Linked DNA regions of Mus musculus: region 2 is linked to region 1. A link is a contact called in public ChIA-PET data. All regions are on one chromosome and are shown on one strand. The core of a region is the stretch at or near the end of the contact, and the rest is flanking DNA. Distances in the headings are between cores, read along the strand shown. Region 1 holds the start of Khk (ketohexokinase). Region 2 has its middle 35 kb from the start of Slc5a6.

What was found. ChIA-PET counts read pairs in DNA pulled down with a chosen protein or histone mark.
Region 2: an RNA polymerase II ChIA-PET map of effector CD8 T cells shows a contact between it and region 1, with 37 read pairs. The contact joins the enhancer-like site here to the promoter of Khk in region 1. A contact is called at or near these places in 5 of 39 promoter capture datasets (the 3T3-L1 cell line, cancer-associated fibroblasts, hippocampal neurons and 1 more), 6 of 15 datasets of contacts at CTCF or cohesin (CD8 T cells, the G1E-ER4 cell line, the NIH/3T3 cell line and 2 more), 165 of 484 Hi-C or Micro-C datasets (the 4T1 cell line, the 63-12 cell line, the AML12 cell line and 94 more), 38 of 115 datasets of contacts at active chromatin or transcription factors (the 230-238 cell line, CD8 T cells, the HPC-7 cell line and 28 more) and 6 of 9 other capture datasets (adipose tissue, embryonic stem cells, embryonic tail and 3 more).

The regions. Positions count from the first base shown.
Region 1 is chr5:30,920,271-30,923,246 of GRCm38.p6, reverse strand. It overlaps Khk (ketohexokinase), which reads right to left and starts at 1,688. Exons shown (of 9, transcript NM_001310524.1): 1 at 1,240-1,688. The coding sequence starts at 1,331. It overlaps Emilin1 (elastin microfibril interfacer 1), which reads right to left. Exons shown (of 8, transcript NM_133918.2): 8 at 1,972-2,632. The coding sequence ends at 2,295.
Region 2 is chr5:31,011,344-31,014,282 of GRCm38.p6, reverse strand. No RefSeq gene overlaps it. Among named protein-coding and RNA genes, the nearest start is that of Slc5a6, 35 kb to the left of the region's middle. Within about 2 kb of position 1,317, at least 32 of the 459 cell types and tissues checked have an H3K27ac peak or open chromatin away from gene starts, as enhancers often do. A contact at or near this core is called in CD8 T cells, the MNK3 cell line, the P5424 cell line and 10 more, where this site is marked.

The sequences.
Region 1 (2,976 bases), core at 439-2,938:
GAGCCACCCACTAAACGTGGGGACATACATGAGCTATGATCATGCTCTGATGCTTGCTACGAATGTGGCTTGATAAGTGCTACTCCACTCCTCCAAATCTCCTGCTTCCTCAGCTAAGGAAAGGGTCTTTCACAGTTCCCAGGGAGCCTGCAACAGTACTCTGTGGACCCAAAGCCCAAAGAGCACCCAGTCCCCCACCCCAACCGCGACCCCGACCCCGACCCTGTGAGTTCAATGCTGTCAGCGTGCTAGTGTCTTGCCAGGGGTCAACCTTGAACTTCCTTTTAACTAATATCCAAGATACAACATTCATTGTTCAGGGTGCTAGACCACGCCAAGAGAAAGCCGGTGCGCCACCCCACAGAATGCCTTCACGGCACAGCAGCACATTGGAGTGGCCTTTATCAAGAGCAAAGATAAGAGCCATCAAAGGACACTTTAACTTCTACCAGACAATTGAGAATGTTCTGAGAACATCCACTAAGATGTTTACCCACCTTTGTAAAGACCCCTCTTGGCACTTAGCTCCAGGAGAAAGCCTGCTGTGGCTCAGGAGCCAAGTTTCTCCCTGTCTGACCCAGAGAGCCTCCAGCTTTGCTTACACTGCCGGCCAGTCCTTGAGCTAGGCAAGGCTCAAACGCCAGGGCCAGGCTTTTAAATGTGAGTAGTTTAACATCACATACCACTCACTGCTAGCGACCTGGTGTTTTATTTTAGCTGTAAGCGGTAAATTAGAAGTGCATAGGCTAGGAGTTGGGAGACCTGGGGGTTTGGGGTGAGGAAAATTTGTCTGGCACCTTATCAGGTGTGTGAGGGCTCAGGAGGGAAAAAAATCATTACAGCCCTCTCTGTAAACTGAGGATTTTGATGATCGGCAGATTGAAATGGTAAACAGCCAACAACACACTAGTGAAAGCCTGGGTTTTGATTCAGGCATACGTTTGCACTCTTGTTAATTCTGGAGGCTAAAGGAGTTTAGGCCAGCTTGGGCTACAAAGCAAGACTCCGAAAACAAAACAACACACCCCCTGGGTCTTGGTTTTAAAGGTCTCCAGTCTCATGTCTTCATTCTCACAGAGTACCCCTTAGGGACCCGGGACAGAGAACGCCAAGCTGAACTCAGGCCTCACCACATGGAGACAGAGGGCTATCCCTGGTTTAGCAGCCGATTAGCAGTGACACGCAAAAAGACAGGACCACAGCGGCCCTGGGATCTCCGAGGGGCTTGGGCGCCCCTACCTGCGATCCGTGTCTTCCTCTGGGTATTTGTCCACCACATTGATGATGTCCAGCACCACCAGCCCCACGCACAGGATCTGCTTCTCTTCCATGAGGCTGCTCCCCAAGCTTCCTACCCGCAAGCAGAGGGGGTTCCTGCTGGGCTCTGCCTCTTATCTACTGGAGGACCGTGTCCCAACTTCTCACTGGCTACCTTGGCTCCTCCTCTGCGTGCAGAACTCCTCCCGCAGGGAGCTTTCTGCTTTGCAAGGGTGGGTTACCTAGCCCGGCCAATGGCAGGCCCTCTCACTTTTCCGCCTCAGCTGTCAAAGCGAAAGCGCACTAGTAATGCATCGCCTTTCCGATCCCTCTGCGCCTGCTGCAGACCCTGGACCACCCGGACTAGCACAGTCTGGCAACAGAAACTTCGCCTTCGCAGGCGGAGCACAGAAGCAAGCGTTCTCTCCCTCGCCCCGCCAAGGTGGCCCACCCGGCCGAGGCCCCGCCCCCCCCCCCCGCGCCAGATTAACGGTGTCACGTGACGGGGAACGCTGCCAGCCTTCGCAGTGGTTCTGGCCTAGCGCCCCCTAGCGGCCGCTGTGGGGACCGGTGGCCGTGACCCTGAGTCCGCAGGTGCCCTTAGTAGGGAGCACACCCAAAGATCACCAGCCTAGGTTCCCTCCGTAGAACTCTGTTTCCTCCTGTCCTGTCCCTTAACTACCCCCAAACATGTACTAGAGCAGAATAGCTATGTTTTGTAGAAAAAAAAAAAGTGTCTTTATTCCTGAATAGTTTAGTACGGTGGTGTGGACTGGGGAGAGCCCTGGAGGGTAGGTTCCTCTTCCGCAGCTTGGGTCCCGGAGAGGGCTCTGGTGGGGACGGCAATGAGGCCAAAGGTCAAGAGGAGATGCCTCGGTCCCATAGACCACGCAGTCACAACGTACGGAGTGACCGATTTGGATGCCTGAACCGCAGCGGGACGTGGTCGCCAGACTTGCCCTTGCCTTGGTGGGTAGCCACCATCCAGGTGGCTCTGCGGCCCCTGTAGATAAGTTTGGTGGTCGGGTCCACCCTGTCTACACCTGTTCAAGCTCTGTGTCCTCGTAGAGCAGGGCTCCGCTGAAGATGGTGAGCGGCTCCTCGGAGTGTGCCAGCTGCCCCATGACCAGGTCGATGCAGACAGTGTCTCCGACCTGCAGTGGCAGAATGAGGCTGAAGACGCCCAGAGCGCCTGGGCTGGGCTGACTTTCGGCCACAGGCTTATTCTCCAGTCCCTCGGGTTCATAGCCTCCCGAGTCTATGCGGGCCACGCCCAGGTTGGAGCGTGACAATACTGCTTCCACTTTCTCATGCCGGTGCCCAGTAAGTACAGCGCTCAGCAAATAGCGTCCAGCCAGTGGTGCAGTGAATACACCTGGAGACAAGGATGACAGTCAGGAGGGGAGACGCTGGCTGGGACAAGGAAGGTCTCTCGGAGAGTGGGTACAGCACTCCTGGCTGTGGAGTGGCCCACCCGTCCTTTCCCTGCTATTCCACTAACTGTACACTGTAGGAATCCCCTGCTGCATCTCCAGCAGTTGCTGCAGAGTGTGTGCTGGAGTCTGTCCCAGTAAAGATCCGTGTGGTGTGGATGTCTCCTCCCCTCCCCCACTCTCTCTTTGCCTAACTGTGGTGTGAGTGCATGGAAAGAATAGAGGTCTTTGTAATTACAAGTGAAAAGCTGTACTTGTCTGCAGAGGTGTGAAGGAGGCATTAGTA
Region 2 (2,939 bases), core at 68-2,567, 91 kb before region 1:
TCCCTGCCCAGGTTTCAAAGGAGGCTAGCACTTTGAATTTGCATCTGTCTAGAGCTGAGTTTTGAAAAGTATAGACCCCAAATGCAACCCAAAGAATAGATTTCCAGGTATTGGGGGGGGGGTCATCCCAAACACTGGGGCTGGCAGAGTACTGATCTAGAGAAGAAGGAAATCTGGTTCAATATAGTTTAGCTGCTGCTGGTCTGAACTTCTAGAGCCAGACTAGGGCAGTTTATTTTAGACATATTTAAGCACAGCACAATTTTGGGGGGCGGGAGGGGGAAATTTTTCTGGTAATGATTATCCCAATCCCATGTGCATAAAAGTTTAAAAGACGACTACATCGAAGCTCTTTCATGGAGTGCATGTGACCTCTACCATGAAGATGGATTCTATAGCTTAAGGGCCTAGGATCTGGTGTGCTCTCAGTCACACAGAGTGTAGGTGCCACCAGGCTATAAAGTACATGTGACATCTCCCCTAATCATGGGTTCTATGGACTGAGAAACAATGCTCAAGATAAAGTCTAGGGAGGGAGAGTCAATGAGTATGGGATAAATGGTCTGGGGGAATTTAGGTGTGGCCTGGCCCTACAGAAGGCACAGATCACCAGGCTATTAACTACATCCACTTCCTGCTTTCTGGGTGGAAAACAGGTCACATCTCTTCCTTTAAAGAAACCAAGCTGAGCACCTAACGTTCTTGGTTTCCCTAGTGCTGATCTGTGAGCACAAAGACCTCATGCCTTCTACACCTTGCCAGATGCCAAAGATGCTCAGAGAGTCTGGGGAGGCTCTGATCTTTAACCTAGTTTCTAGATGACCCCAAGGCTACCTCTTCAGGGAGGCAGAACGGTCAAGTACCATAAAGCCCTGTTAAGAGAAAATTGTGAGTTTAAAGGGAAGAATGTTTAAAATAAGGAGAGATTTGCTTGAACTATTAAATATGAGCCTTTTCTAATCAAGTACTGTGAAACCTTGTGTTTAGAACAAAGAATTAGGGCTGGCAAGATGGCTCAGCAAGTAAGAGCACTGACTGCTCTTTCGAAGGTCCTGAGTTCAAATCTTACATGGTGGCTCAGAACCATCCATAATGAGATCAGACACCCTCTGCTAGTGTGGCTGAAGACAGCTACAGTGTACTTACATTAAAAAAAAAAATTTATCTCCTCCTCCTTGAAAGATTGTTACACAAAGGTTTCAATCCTCAGAGACTCTCTGTTGTAGTGCAGAAATGTGATGGTCTCTTTCCCTCCCTCCATGTCTGCACCAATCACTTTAAAACTAGCCAATGAAATAAGACTGTGAAGTCAGACTGAGAAAAAGACAGAGTAACCACTTCCTGACCCCCTGCATTCTCTTTTCTGACACTTGGCCCCATCCCCCTCCTAGTGTTAACTCGTGTTCCTTTGTGCCAGAAACACTCTCTTCTCTGCAGATGGTTCTTTCTAAAACCATCCAGTAAAGACTACTCCAGAAAAGCAAGTGCATCTTAGGTGTGTGTGTGTGTGTGCGTGTGCGTGTGGAGGGGTTGTGTTTCCTTCCTAGTAAAACTGCTTCCTAGCAAACTGAGACAAGGAGAGTCAGGCTCTTTCTTTCTCTGACTCCTCCAGCTCTGGTACGTGGCTTATTGCTTCTGCCCACCTCCCCTCTGAATGCTTCCATGCCAGGTCTTCCCCTAATGCTGGATTGGTCATTGCCCTCCATATGAGCTGGACCTGCTTCAAGAGAAGCCCACCAGCCCTCCACCCTGGTCCCTCCAGCCAGACTTCTAGCTCAAAGGAAGTAGCAGCTTCTCAGCTCCTAACTACTAGTGAGTCCATCTACCCAGCCGCCATCCATGATGAGCTCCTAACCACTAGTGAGCCCATCTACCCAGCCGCCATCCATGATGAGCTCCTAACCACTAGTGAGCCCATCTACCCAGCCGCCATCCATGATGAGCTCCTAACCACTAGTGAGTCCATCTACCCAGCCGCCATCCATGATGAGCTCCTAACCACTAGTGAGTCCATCTACCCAGCCGCCATCCATGATGAGCTCCTAACCACTAGTGAGCCCATCTACCTAGCCGCCATCCATGGTGAGCTCCTAACCACTAGTGAGCCCATCTACCCAGCCGCCATCCATGGTGAGCTCCCTGAGGACTGCCTGAGTTAGATTTGTTGCTGTTTTCTGAGACAGTTTTTCTACATAGCCCTGGATGTCTCTAAATTTGTTAAGTAGACTGTAGACCGGGATGGCCTCAAACTCACTGAGATCCTCCTGCCTCTGCCTCCTGAGTGTTGGGATTAAAGACATGCACCATCATTCTTGGTCTATGTTTTCTGAAGACTTCCAAAGACACAGAGATGCTTTCAGGCATTATCTCTTCTTTTTCTGACCCCACCCTGGCTCCTCCTTCCACACTCCTGTAATACTGCTGTCAGCAAAACAGCCAGTGTCAGGTGCTCTTCTGGGGGCCATCATTCAAAGTGACCCAAAGAAATCCCAGCCTAGCCTCCCTTATGCAGTGAAACACTTCCCAGAGGCCCATAGCCAGCTCAGAGATAAAAGGGTCATATGACCATGTGCTCCTCAATGGTTAAATGTGATATTTACATTAGTGTGTTGTCATGTTTATGTAATTATTTTTTTCCATTTTTTATTAGGTATTTCGCTCATTTAATGTTTATGTAATTATATTACATGTAAGTAAATTGTCTCTTTATGTCATAAGACCTATGACCACTGTTAGATTACAGAATGTTTTATACCTGACTTTAAGATGTGTGCATACACACACACACACATCTATATTTTTGTTTGTTTGTTTGTTGTTTTTTGAGGCAGCCAAGACTGTCCTAGAACTCTCTCTGTAGACCAGGCTGGCCTCAAAGTTTCTGCCTCCTGAGTGCTGGGGTTAAAGTCATGTACCACCAAGCCTGGCTGGGTATATAT